Regions from separate parts of the Rattus norvegicus genome. Here all the other regions are linked to region 1. A link is a contact called in public Hi-C data. All regions are on one chromosome and are shown on one strand. Each heading gives the region's core, a stretch centred on a gene start, on an enhancer-like site or on the middle of the called end of the contact. The rest is flanking DNA. Distances are from core to core; before and after follow the strand shown.

Region 1 (4,886 bases), core at 1,718-4,217:
ATGCTTCATTCAAAGTCATATCAATTATATGTCAACTTTTTTTCCCCCTGCGTCAGAGCCATCCTTTCTCACGGTTGGTTCTAGAAGGATCTGATCACTCATTGTGTCATCTTTGTGGGTGTTGATGGAGATAGAAGTCCTTAAATCCTTCCATTTTAAAAATATTTTAAGGAATTGGTGACTTTGTAAGTCCACTACGTTCAGACACCAATGGTTGTCCAGGTTTTAGAGTACTTCGGGTGAGCATGAACTCACAAGAAAGAAACGAGTCTTTGAAATGCTTATAATTTGCTCTATATTAAATTTTATTTATTAATCATAACGATGACGGTGTGTGTGGATGTGTGCAGTGTGGTGCATGCTACAGCTAGTGGGCAGAAGTCAGAGGACAATTCTTTGGGGTCTGTTTCCTCCTCTCTCCACATGGGTTCTGGTAAAACAAGTCCTTTACACACTGAACCACCCCACCGTCTCTAAGTTGTTCTTTTAGGACAATACTTGTTCTAAACATCTTAAATGCATTCTTTAAAAGCTTGTCACAAGTCTTTTGCGTTATTACTTCATTCACCCAAGATGGTTTTTGATTAGTGAATTATCTTTTGAAAGGAGAACATTTTTTTTTCCACTAGAGAAATTATCCTAATTTTTTTCCCTCCCCTCTTCCTGGCCGAGGGCAATAAAGTTTGTACAACCTAAAAATTCTGTTAGGAGAAATCTAAAATTTTATTTAAATAAAGCTTAAGCTCTGGGCCTCCCAATGTAAGCCAGGGTAACATGCAAACGTATAAACATAACTAGAAACGGAACAATTGTATTTAATACCCGTCAAACTTATATCTAAAATATTGCCATGGATTCAGACTCTGAATTCCAACCAGATGTGCTTCCCTTCCATTACACAGGTCATATATATTTCAGTTTTTAAAGTTCAAACCCAGGGGATCGACAGGATAATTAGATTGAGAACATCTGTGGTAAATCCATACCATTTCCCCGACCGTTCCCCACGAGAGGAAATTTGCTTGGCTTAATGCTCCCGCACATTTTGCCTAGCCACTTTTAGGTCAATTTTTTGTCATTCTTGCCGACCACCGCACAAGCGTAGATGGTCTTTAAAATACAAGACAGGGAAAAATCCGGTAAATTCTAAGAGGCTTTTAGGTGGGAAAGGAGTTGCTTCCCGCCTCGATCCCGGTCAAGGCGTGGCCAAGTGCGCGGAGCTGGGGTGGGCACGTGCGCTGGGGGCGGGTGTCGGTGGTGGGGACCCTCAGGACCTGAGTGTAAGGGAGCCGCTGCCCTCTACCGGGCGGTGCTAACGGAGCTGCAGCGCGGCCGTCCGCGCGTTCCGGCTCCGGCGCCTGACACTCAGGCAGCTTGCGGCCACCCGAGGTCCGCAGTGTCCCGCCTGGCGCCGCGTCAAAGCATCCAGACTACAGGCTGGCTCTGCGCCTCCTGACGCCCGCGCGCTCCCACGCACCTGCTTCGGGTGGCTCCTGCCCTTCAAAGGCTGCGACTTGGGGTTGCAACTCGGTCCGGACCGCTGCATAGACACAGAGGCTTCTGGGTGCAGTTGCAAGACCCGGGAACACTTGTATTCTTTAAATCTCGGTGGGACTTTCCCTTCCAACCTCATTCTCCAAAAATATCGATCTCACCGCAACCAAATAGCGCTAAACCCTCAAACTTGGCTCAGAGAGCAATTATTTTCTACTGTCATGTTTGGTATGCCATACAGACGTTATTTACATATAATTTTCAAGATTAAGGAATTTAGGGATTTGTCTTAACTAATTACACGTTCACCGAAGTGCAGCAAAGTGAAAACACTGTGTTCCTACTGTAAACGCAAACTCTCTGGTGTGAATAAATCCATTAAAGATGAAGATCCTAAAACGTGTGCTTTGGGGCTAGAAGGAAATGTAAAGAGAACTTCCTTCCCCACTCCTGGCTTAAATGTGAGCGTTTTTGCAAAACTTGGGAACGAGCGCTCGGTTTCGAGTGCACTGCACGCTCTCAAACTTTCTGCCTGCAAAGACTGAGGCGCGGAGCTGTGTGAACCCCAGAGGAAGTTTCTTGAGTTGTGTCGCACAAGCATGGTTGGGGACAGAGCTGTGTTCCAAGACTTGCCCCAGTCCTGGCAGACGCTGGAGCGGCTCTGAAGGGTGGGAAGGCCGCCGCCACTAGCTGATGTGTCCCGGTGCAAGTAGGGGATTGCAACCGAGTGTGTGTAGGACGTGAATGGAAGCTGTGGCGGCAGCAGCCGCAGGCTCCAAGGCTTGGTGGTCACCCCCCACCCTCCCTTTCACCACGACACAATTGTACTTCCTTGAATATGAAACACTGGTCGCGACCGCTGTGGTCTGGAGGTCCCCCAGCTGGAGCGCACAGGGGAGCGGAGTGAGGTCATCCGCAGCCCCGGCGCACGGGATGGCGGCTGGGGTCTGGGCCGCTGGCTTTGCAGGTGGGCTCTGCTCGCTCCGCGCGCACGGTGCAAAAGAGCGCAGCGCCCGCACCCTGCTGTCGCAGCGCAGTCCACCGTCCCCACGCCAAGCGAGGGGGACTTTCTCCCAAAGCGTTGACCAACAGCGACCGCGACCTTTCCGGGGGGGGTTGGGAGGGCACCCTTTAGGTGAGCTGCAGGGTCCTGAGGAGACCCTGCAGCGCCCCCTCGAGGCCGGGCCGCCGTAGGGTCGCAGCGCGGCCTGGGAGGGGGCTTGTGGCGGGGCGCGCGGGAAAAAGGGTGAGGGGTCGCGAGGGCCCCGGATGCCCGCGCTCGGGCTGTGGAGAGAGAGCGCGGCGCGCGCGCGTCAAGGCCGCCGCCGCCGCCGCTGCGTTTCCCTCAGGCTCTGGACTCCATGGCTGAGGCGGTGGCGGCGGCGGCGGCGCCGTGAGGAAGGAGTCCGCGTCCGCGGTGGCTGAGGCGGCGGCCGGCTCCAGGCCGGGTTTTGGCGCCCGCCCGCCTGCTGCCTCCTGGCGGCTCCTGAACTCCAGCCCCCTCTCTATCAGCCTCTCACTCCGTCTCAATATGTCTCAAGATGGCGGCCAATGTGGGATCGATGTTTCAATATTGGAAGCGCTTTGATTTACAGCAGCTGCAGGTCAGGCTTCTCGGCGCTCGGCCTCGCGCCCGGGGGGTGAGGGCTGCGGGCGGTCGCGGCCTCCCTCAGGAAGGAGGGTGACACTCCGGGCTGCCAGGGCCCTGGCGGGGGTGCTGAGGCGACGGGGGAAAGCAGGAGGGGGGTGCCGGCAGAAGAGCGGGGCCGAGTCGGCGACGAGTCCCTCGGGCTCCCCGGCTCTCATTGATCACTCGGCTTGATCAGAAATTGATCCTCTTTGTTCAATTCATCGATCAGCCCAAGATGGCGCCGGAGCCGCCAGCCGCCACCAACATCTTTGCCCCCCGGTGTCTGCCCCCTTCAACCCCGGAGGGTGTCTTCCTCCCCACCATCATCGCCATCATCATCCTCATCGTCCTCTCCGCCGCCGTCGCCGACCCCGCGCGCTGTCGTTGTCGCGGGACCCCGGTGGAGAGGAAGGGGGAGCGGCGGTCCCCCCCCCCCCCATGGGGGCTCAGTGGGAACTCGCGCGCGCTAAAGAGGGGGACGAGCCACGGGGTGGCTCTGGAGGGGTGGCGGGGTTGCAAAGAAGGGGAGCTTCGGGACGCTAGTCGCCCTCGCGCCAGTCACGTCCTTCCTTCCCCCCCAGCTCAGCCCCGGCGTATTCCCGGGGAAAGTTTGTGGGGAGTTGCTGGTGGGGGGTGAAGCGCCTGTCTCTCGCTCTCTCTCTTTCCTCTGTCTCCTGGAGGAGAGAGTCGCGGACCGCCGCCGCCGCCGCCGCCACTGCCCCGCCGGCGCGGCGGAGCTGGAGCTGGTGGCGCTGTGGTGCCGCCGGCTCCGGGGGAGGGTCAGATCGGCCACCGGCGGCTGGCGGCGGCGGCGGCGACGGCCAGGCTGGCGGGTGGCCCTTGTCGTGGAGACGGCGGGTGGGTTGGAGCTCCTGACTGCTCCTCGATCGGTCTCTGGGCCCAGCGGCCACCAATCTTTTTTCTACTACTCCCGTGAGGGATTGTCAACCGGTGTCGACCGGACCAGGGGAACGGCTACCCGGTGTGGCGGGTCCCTCCCCCACCCCGTTTGTTTACGTCCCGGGGCCAACCCGCAAGCCCCGCGCTCTTTTGTGTGTCTGCTGCGTGAAAGTGACTGCGGAGCTGGATCTGTCCCCCTTTTTTGCGCCCGGGGACTTCCCCGGGAAGGGGTTGTGGGGGAAGCTTTGGAAGGGGAAAACTTGGCTTGCGGGGGGACACCAGTGGGTCGCGCAGAGTGTGGGATCGGCCCCGGAGAAGGGAGAAGGTGCAGGAGGAAGGCTGCAACTTTCCACCGAGCGCAGGCCGCTGCGTGACCCGGTCTCGGGGCGCTTTTCCTCCCGGGTCACCGATCGGTGCAGACAGACTTAGCTGCGCGTCTCAGGGACTTCCAGGGCTCCCCCCTCGGGGATCGGTCGCTTTCATCACTCCAGCCCCTCACTCTCTTTCGCGAAGGGGTGTGTTCTGTCCTCTTTGCAAAAGGGCCCCGGGAACTATGGAGCGCGCCTCAGGTCCGCTCCAAGCTGCCTTCTCCAACCCGGTTCTTGAAAGCAAAGCCCCGGGGGCCCCGCTGGACTGTAAGGAGACTGATTGTGGTTCCCCATCGCCTCGAGGGGATGGTATTGGGGCTTCCCAATCCGCGGCGGAGCTGCCTGCGTGTCCAGAGGATGCTATTCCGCCTGCCACTCCTCATCGGAACCAGCTGCTCGCCCTCGGGGTCCTCCCTGCTAGTGCTAGCCCCGCGTTCACGGCGCCTGGACAGCCCCGGGATTCTGCCAGGTGGATGTTGTGCGTAGCCGGAGCC
Region 2 (4,281 bases), core at 473-2,972, 140 kb after region 1:
TCTGTAAGTTTGACTGCATAGAAGTTTATTGATTGAATACATGAATGGAACATTTTTCTTAGCTAATAATTTTTTTCTGGGTTGGTTGATTAGTTTGGGAGGGAATGTTCTGTTGTTTAGATTGATTGGTTGGGCTTCTGTTTTGTTGCTCAGACATGGTCTCAAGTTTGGCTTTGTTTGAACTCTTGAATTCTCTTGAATTCCTCCTGCCTCTACCTCCCCAGTGCTGGGATTATAGGTGTTTGCCATGTGGTAGGTTTATGTACTGCTACGGCTGAACACAGGGCGAGCTAGGAAAACACTCTGCCAACTTAGCTTCGCCTCCAGCCCTTTCCCAGATAATTCTGCCAGCTTGTCGGAACTTTACAGGGAATATGTCAGAAACAATTCCCACCTACCACGGTATTTACAGACCATTCCCGAGTGTGTGGTACAAAATGCAGGGTGGGGGAAGCACTACTCAGATGAAATTGGTTTGGAATCTTTATTGCCCTGTGCTGTTCTCTTTGGATGTTGCTGGAATGTAAAGTTAGCCCTGTACTTTGACCTATTCAAACACTTAGCCATGCAAACATTTTTCTAGCCCAGGGTGATGGTTTCAGGTCCTTGGTTGATTGGGGCTATAGTCTTCATATGGCAGAGTTATAGATGGAGAAGTTCTCAAGAGAAATAATAGGTATGGAGTTGCTGAAGCTCCATTCAATGGTTGGAGATAAATGAATCTATACTAACCGTATATGGTAATAACAGAAAAGTCTGGGCAGCTGCTTTTGACATCTGTGAACTTCCGTGTGACTCATCCAGCCAGTAAAGCGGCTCTGGACAGCAGCCTTCCACTGAGTGACTGCACAGACGCCAGGCTGATATTCAAGAGTGAATCTCAAGGCTGGCTGAAGTCTACTCAGGCTTAAGAGGCACGAAAAAGGTAGCAAGAGGAATTCCTAAAGTACCTAATTGTTTTTTTGGTTTTGTTTGTTTGTTTGTTTTTCCCTCCCTTTTGAGCCAGTTTCTCTAGGTAGCTCAGGCTTGCGTAGATGATCCTCCCAAGTTTCTGGGTTTATAACATGCATCACCACACCCTGAGTTCAAAAGTATTTAAAGTCATTTTCTCTGCTAAGTGTTACATTTTTTCTTAATGCTTTAAAAATGGCTCTTTAAGTAGTTGACACCCCCATGCCTTCAAATTCTCCATACATACATAATTGGACATGGATTGAAAATATTGAGGCTAAAAGTCTCAACTGTATTGAATGTGCAGATTTCTGCTGTGATTAGTTTATTCCCTAAATGATGCAGTATGGCAGCTGTACACATAGCACTGTTACTATGGCAAATATTGCAAGGCATCTAGAGATGATTCAGGGCTGAGGTTGGTATACACTACAGATAGAACAATGGCCTCCACTCTCAGTGAGAGCCAGCCGGGGACATGGTGGTAGAGACCTTGTCTAGCACAGGTGAGTCCCTGAGTTTCATCCCCAGATCCCTGACTATAAACAGATTAAAATTCACAGTGTGCACTGTGTGGATGTGTACAAGCCGGTTCTGTGTAAGTACTGCCCCATTTGTGTAAGGAACTTCGGTGTCCATGGTATATCAGATGCATGAAGGGCTGAAGCCAGTCCCCAATGGATAATGAGAGGCAACTACTCTGAGCACTTGAGACTAGTGCATAGGGAGGCCAGTGACTCAGATAGCTTGGGGAGATTGAGCATTGGAATGTCCTAGAGTGTGCCTTTTCTCTCCACCCTCCCTCAGCTCCATAGTTGAGTTTGTTGTCAGCAGCACTCACACTGGTCACTCAGGGTGAGGATCAGGGTCAGGATGCTTCATTTTGCCCTGAAGACTTTGCTTCACCTCCCCTGCTCCGTGCAGGCCTCCTTTGAGACACTTGAGAACATCTTCACATAGTTTTAAAGGATTTTAAACTTTGCTTCCAAAGATTTCCGTTCCTTCGTTGTCTGCTTCATCAGACATTTTGTAGGCCATCCATATGGCATAAAGAATTCCATCTAGAAATTAAGAAATTATAGTCTGCGTTTCCTGTGCCAGTAGCTCGCTCTGTCTTATTTTCCATAAGAAATGAGACTAGGAGGAGAAGGGGGAGAGCCATGTGCAAACAGACCTCGTTTAGATTCCCCTCTGTGGACTTGCTGGTTGCTCATGGGCCACTAGGCACCTGGTTAGGATCCAGCCTCCTTTTGATCGTGTGCAGTAAGCATTGTGTCTGCAAGTAGCCTTGCTCATCTTTTATTATTAATTACTCCTGAGCAGCTCTGTGAAGCTACTAAATATTAATAAACTGTATGTGTTCGTGATTGAGACAAAGGAACACCTTCCCCGTGCCTCTTCCTTTTAGAAAGCAAGGACCCATGTGAACGGTGGGAAAAATTGAGGTCAGACTTTCAGATGAGGAAGCAATTGAAATGGAGACCAGATCTGGACAGAACATGTTTAAGCTCTGACTTTAAGTTATATAAACATTTGTTTGTTTGTTTTGTGATTGTTAAGGATTGAACCCAAAGCTCTGGCAATACTACAAAGCAGTTCTTTGGCTGAGGCTGGTCCTTAGCACTTCACTGTGGGGATTCTAGGCAAGCATTCTGAGCTATGCCTCAGTCTGCCTTTAGGACACACACACACACACACACACACACACACACACACACACACACACACACACACGTCCTGTCCGTATTTTAAGATTTGTCAGCTGAGTATTGATACCCTGTGTCTGTTCACATCGGCACTGTTGGGGCTGCCCTCGCTCCTGAGACACTGGTTTGTGGTGTTCTAGTTCTTTCCCACTGTCTCCTGAGACTTTTTCCTCTGATGGGTTGCTCATTGTAGAAATTTACATACAGCCTGAAGAAGAGAGAGTTAAATCAGCCATATCCTAAAAAGGAATATTAGCATGTGGTCTCAGGCCTGTATAACCTTCTGATATTGGGACATACTAATCTACAGAGGTCACCAGGAAAGTGAGACTCGAAATAACAACTCCCAATGTTTTAAGTATGGCTCTGCACTGCCCTCACAGCCTGTTGAGCATGATTTCTTATCTTCACTGTCTTAGTATTTGTGATTATTACCTATTTTAAAACAATTAGTGGGCTGAAGAGGTGGCTCAACTGTTAAGAACACTTGGTGCTCCTCTGTAAATTGAATTTTGTTTCCAGCACCCATATCAGATGACCCACAGTGCAGTGGGAATCCAACATTTTTTCTGCCTTAGGGCACCTGCACACACGTGGACAAACGCACCTTCGGTAATTTGAATAAGCGCGGTCCACAGAGGGTCATATGTTTGAATTGTTGGTCCCCAGTTACTGGAACTGTTGGGCAAGGATGAGGGAGGTGGCATAGTTGGAGGACATGTCACTGGGAGCAGACTTTAGGACTTCAAAAGATTCCTGCCATTCCCAGCGTGCTCTCTGTCTCCTGCTTGTAGTTCTGAGCTGTGAGCTTCCAGCCACCATGCCTTCACTCCACCGTAATGGTCACCATAATGGTCACCATAATGGTCTCTAACCTTCTTGAACCCTAAACCAGTTACTCTTTTGTAGGTTGCATTAGTAATGGTGTTTTATCACAGGAATAGAAAAGAAACCAATACAGCACAGGAATGTAAATAAAAATTAAAATAAATACTTAGGATTATGTTGTATAGGAGGCTCGGGGGCTTAGTAGGCTTTTTATTTGTCACTATAGTCCTCGCATAGCCCAGGCTTTTCTGAAACTAAGTTATATTAACTACAGCTGTCTTCCTGCTTCTACCTTCTGAATGCTGGGATTAAAGCTATGTAGAACTGCTGCTGGCTAGATATAGCTGGCTTTGTTCAGAAGTGTGTTGCAGTCCCCAGCAGATGTCTGTTGAAGGGATAGAACTTAGTGTAAGGCCTGTATCCCAGTGGCTTTTTGCCCACCATGTACAAAGCTTGTGTTGTGTCCTTAGCACCATGTAAACCAAGTGTGGTGGCACATGCCAAACCCCAGAGCTCAGGAGATGAAGAGAATGGCTGGAAACACAAAGTCATCCTTTGCCTACATCGTGAGTTTTGAATCCAGCTGGGCTCCCAGAGAACCTGTCTTAAAAATAAAAAGAAATATAAGACACCCACTTGATTTAACAGTATTTGCTGTTAGTTGAAAAAATTATTTCATCAATTTCCAAATATCCCACTGTATTGCAAAGCTAGCATGGTCTTCAGTAAGTAATTCCACTGTAGAATCTAAACTGTTTCTAGTTTTCCCCTGCCCTAACTTTGCTTAATGATTGTT
Region 3 (4,344 bases), core at 688-3,187, 210 kb after region 1:
GGAGAACCGGCCCTATAAGGACTGGGAACACTCACAGCAGAACCCCATGTAGATTTCCTGTCAGTTTATAGGATACACATTGCTTGTCAGTCATTCAGACCATTGACCATCCCCATTTAAAAAGAAGCCACGGGGACTGGGGGATATAACTCAGCTGATGGCCAGGGCACTTGCCCAGGATCCACAAGGCCCTCCCTAGGTTTGGCCTTCAGTAACTAAGAAGCAGGTATAGGGCACATGCACCCACTCCCAGCACTTGGGAGGTGGAGGCCAGGAAGGGGAGGAGTTAAAGCTCATTTTCAGCTATATCGTTAGAGGCCAATCTGGGCTACCCAAGACCCTTGCGGGGGAAGGGAATACAGGTCAAAGGCAACAAGGCCACTTGGAGCCCTCCACCCCCATCCCTAACTGCTGCTTTTGCAGTCGTTTCAGCTGTGCGTCAGCTGGGACTGCTCGGCTGGCTGTGATAGGGACAGTGGCAGTAAAGTTTTCCATGTGTAGGCTTGAAGCAAAATGTAATTAGCCTTTATGCACAGAACAAGGCCCCATTGATGAGTACAGCTGGTCTTTGTTTGGTCCCATCGCTGAGAGTGGGAGGTAAAGTGTTCTTCTTCATGTTTATTAATGCAAGATTCCGTAGACAAATGGCAAGTACAGTTTAATATTTGTTGGAACACAGGGGGGCTTGCCAAACAGTTGTTGTGTGAGCGGATTGCAGGCCCTTACATTATAACTATTGCTGGGTTAAATAAATGGATTATTTCTGCTTTTTTTTTTTTTTTTTTAATGTACCTCCTCAAATGGTCACCCTGGAATCCCGTTCTCTCTGTGTCCCATAGCAAAGGCAGATGTAGCACCTTAAGGACCTTAAAGCAGCATCTTAGGAAGTCTGTGAGCATGAATTTTACCACTCTCCCTGGGGCTGTCTTCAGCAGGCAACATCACCCTGAGAGGAGCCTGATGCTCACGGCGCCACCCACTTCTCTCCACCCGTGCTGCAGTGTGTGTGTGTGTGTGTGTGTGTGTGTGTGTGTGTGTGTGTGTGTGTGTGATGTGTTGTGGTGCTCACATGCAGAGAAGTCAGAGGATAACTTTTAGTAACCACTTCTTTCTCTTCTTCTAATATGTGGAGCCCAGAGATGGATCTCAGGTCACCAGGCTTGGCAGAAAAGCACTTTTATCCATCAAGCTCTCTAGCAAGCCCTAGGCTTTATTGTTTCAGTTTTCCCTCCGCAGTGGGCCTGGGGTGGAGAAGGAGGGTCGTGGAACACCTTCTAGACCACCAGGGCAGAGTTCAGTGAAGACAAGTTTAAATTGCGATGAAAAGCTAGATCCCTTCTACCTAAGGTAGAGGCTGGAGGTGTGGCTCCGAGGCTGCAGTCCTAGCCTAGCCGCATGTGTAGAAGATGCCCTGGGTTCAATCACCAGCACTCAGGAGGTTAAGGCCAAGAGATCACAAGTTAAAAATCATCCAGAGCTACCAAGCAACCTTGAGGCTAGCCTGGACTATAAAATTCTGTCTCAGAAAACTAAAAAACATCAATCTTAAAAGAAGATGAGTATAGCATACTAGAGTGTATGCCCAATATATTCAAGGCGCTGGGTTCAAGTCCCTCTCCCACCAGGGAGAGAAGAGGGAGAGGAATGAATCCTAAGGCAGACATAATCTTTCTATATCTAAGGTTACTCTTAGTTGCTCCCAAACTTTCCTATCAGAAAATGTCATATTTCTTACACTTCTGCATGTTATATTCCTCACCTCTGCTTGTATTTAATGGATAGTATATATGCAAATGCTTCCATAATACGTTACAAAAGCAACATTGATGAAGAAATGCTTGGGTTCATTTCAAAGTCTGCTCTTTGTACAGTGTGTGACAAGTGTGTCTCATACCCTGCAGCACGCTCTGAAAAAGACAAGACTTCCTGTTAGTCAGTAGCTGATTGCTCAGAGAACCCAAACTCTGATTTGCAGGCATGGCTCCCAGCATGACTGTCCCATGGGAAGTATGACTGGCATGCTGGTGAGCAGAGGTGGCAGCAGCCTGCGTACAGATGTTTCTGGACTGTTCCTGGTGGGTTTTCAGATGTCACCACTCTTGCTGTTTATGGCAGTCATTGAGAAAGCTTATACTACGTTAACTGCATGAATGAGGCATGGACAGGCAGCACCCAAGCAGGCTGCTGCCTCCTCCATTCAGCTAGAAGTACTGTTGCATGCCGAGTGCCCAAGGAGTCCAGTAAGGAGCATCAAACCTCCATGAGAGACATGAAAGGCTGATTGCCGCCCTGTGTCTCCTGGGAACTGAACTGAGCCTGGGTCCTCTGAGAGAGCGACCAGTGCTTTTAACTGCTGAACCATCTCTCCAGCTGTCACACCTCCCTTTTGTTTGCTTGCTTGTTTGTTTCTGTGGTGCTTTGAGACAGGGAGTAGCCTTGGCCAGCCTGGAACTCACTGTGTGAACCGGGTCTCAAACTTGTTAAGATCCACCGCACTTTGCCTCTGCCTCCTGAATGCTGGGATTAAAAACATAAACATATACTACACATCCAGCCTTTGCAGGGGTGGGGAGGCATCTCAATCTGTAGCCCAGGCTGGCTCTGAACTTTATGTAGCCAAGGCTGGCTGTGATCCTCCTTACACTACACCTCAGTAAATTTGGAAAGACCGAAGGGAAGTATCCTGAAACCTCAGCAGCACTCTGTCCCCTGTCACTTTAAGAATGTAATTGTTTTCCATCTTTCTCATGAGTCATCAGTTTCCAGTGAGTTGCTGTAATTATCTTGGTTGGATTAATTTCCCTAAAAACAGAGACGCAATCCTGTCTGATGTTTGAGGGTTTGGACCTGAATAAGGATTTCAGTGGAACCTGCCTTATTTCCAGAGGCATTAGTGCATTTGGTAGGATTCCATCCTGCATAAGGGTCCTGCTTCACATCTAAAACTCAGTGTTGGTCTCCGAGGACTTTCCTGTCCCAGTCTCCTGGGGTCTGACCTAAAGAAGAGGTTGGCCCAGCAGACATTTGACTATTACTGTGCGTGTCTGTGTGTGTACCAGCCTGTGCCGTGTGTAAAGGAGCACATGTGTAAGCTGTTAGAAAACAGCCTGTCTTTCCTCGGGTGACCATCCGCACACACACACTCCTTTTATTTCAGACAAAGCCTTTTAATATCCTGGAACTCACCAACTGAACTGGACTCTGAACTACAGGGTCAGCTCCTGTCTAGGGTCCCAGAGCTAGGAATTCCAGTGTTCACCACCATGCCCAGCCTTTTCTCATCATGGGTTCTGGGTATCTCACTTGGTGCTCATAGTGGGACAGCAAGCTCTTTACCAACTGAACCATCTCCCCAGCCCCTGAACTCTATCTACATTTTGAAATTTGAATTAGTTGCCATTTTGGTGCTGGTGTTATGGGGACCAAAAGTTTCTCATTCAAACTATTCCAGAACTGTTAAAGCCTTAATAAATGTGTCCCTCGAAATTTACTGCAGAAGCCAGGCTCTGAACGCCTTTAATCTCAGCACTCCAGGGACAGAAGCTAATGGGTCTGTGTGAGGAGTTCCAGGATAGCCAGGCCTACATAGAGAGACCCTGTCTCACAAGCCAGTAATCTGTATCCTCAGTGGTTTCTGCTTTAGCTCCTTCCTTGAGATCCTGCCCTGACCTCCCTTCAGAAGGGACCATAAGCTGTGAGATGAAATAAACCCTTTCCTTGCCAAGTTGCTCTTGATCACAGTAACAGAGAAGCAAACTAGTATAGTTAGTAACCCCATAGTAACTATAATTTAGTGTAGAAATGCCATATTTGTGCCAGACGCGTGTTTTAAAGTGTGAACCATTAGTTCAGGATATGGGCCCTTGCTAGTTCACCATGACTGATTCTGCAGTGGCGGGAAAACATGCAGAAAACCCAGTATTCAGTGTCCAGCGGAGCTCCAAATGCATGTGTCCTGGAGAATTCGGGTCTTCTGGGCTGGTTACATTAACCCAAGAGAGATACTGGACAGTTGGATACCCACCAAGGACAAGAAGGGCCTCCATTCTAAGAGAGTTTGTAAGAAACATAGTAGTTGAATGTGTGTGTGTGTTCGTGCATGCTTGTGGAGGCAGAGGACTACCTCAGTTGTTCCTCAGAAATCATCCACCTTGGTTTGGAGACAGGGTCTCTCTGTGACCTGGAGCTCGCCATCCAGCCCTAGGAATCCCCATCTACACCGTCTACATGTCCCTCACTTAAGAAACTCTTAGGAGGCAGAATGAAATGTTTCCTATAGGAAAGCCAGAGCCCAGCCAGATAATTGAGCTCATTGTTTTCCTTCACGGCTTGTTTGCCCTTTCA

The links. A called contact is a pair of places that touch in the nucleus more often than the background predicts.
Region 2: a contact with region 1 is called in a Hi-C map of the A7r5 cell line, with 1.9 times the contacts expected there. The contact joins the enhancer-like site here to the promoter of Cux1 in region 1. A contact is called at or near these places in 2 of 12 Hi-C or Micro-C datasets (the A7r5 cell line and hepatocytes).
Region 3: a Hi-C map of Schwann cells shows a contact between it and region 1, with 4 times the contacts expected there. The contact joins the enhancer-like site here to the promoter of Cux1 in region 1. A contact is called at or near these places in 3 of 12 Hi-C or Micro-C datasets (the A7r5 cell line, Schwann cells and liver) and 1 of 1 datasets of contacts at active chromatin or transcription factors (oligodendrocytes).

Annotation. Positions count from the first base shown.
Region 1 is chr12:25,741,004-25,745,889 of GRCr8, forward strand. Cux1 (cut-like homeobox 1) reads left to right here and starts at 2,968. Exons shown (of 23, transcript NM_053860.1): 1 at 2,968-3,098. The coding sequence starts at 3,036.
Region 2 is chr12:25,887,114-25,891,394 of GRCr8, forward strand. All of the region lies in intron 2 of Cux1 (cut-like homeobox 1), which reads left to right. Among named protein-coding and RNA genes, the nearest start is that of Cux1, 150 kb to the left of the region's middle. Within about 2 kb of position 1,723, at least 6 of the 93 cell types and tissues checked have an H3K27ac peak or open chromatin away from gene starts, as enhancers often do. A contact at or near this core is called in the A7r5 cell line, where this site is marked.
Region 3 is chr12:25,954,779-25,959,122 of GRCr8, forward strand. All of the region lies in intron 8 of Cux1 (cut-like homeobox 1), which reads left to right. Among named protein-coding and RNA genes, the nearest start is that of Sh2b2, 110 kb to the right of the region's middle. Within about 2 kb of position 1,938, at least 29 of the 93 cell types and tissues checked have an H3K27ac peak or open chromatin away from gene starts, as enhancers often do. A contact at or near this core is called in Schwann cells, where this site is marked.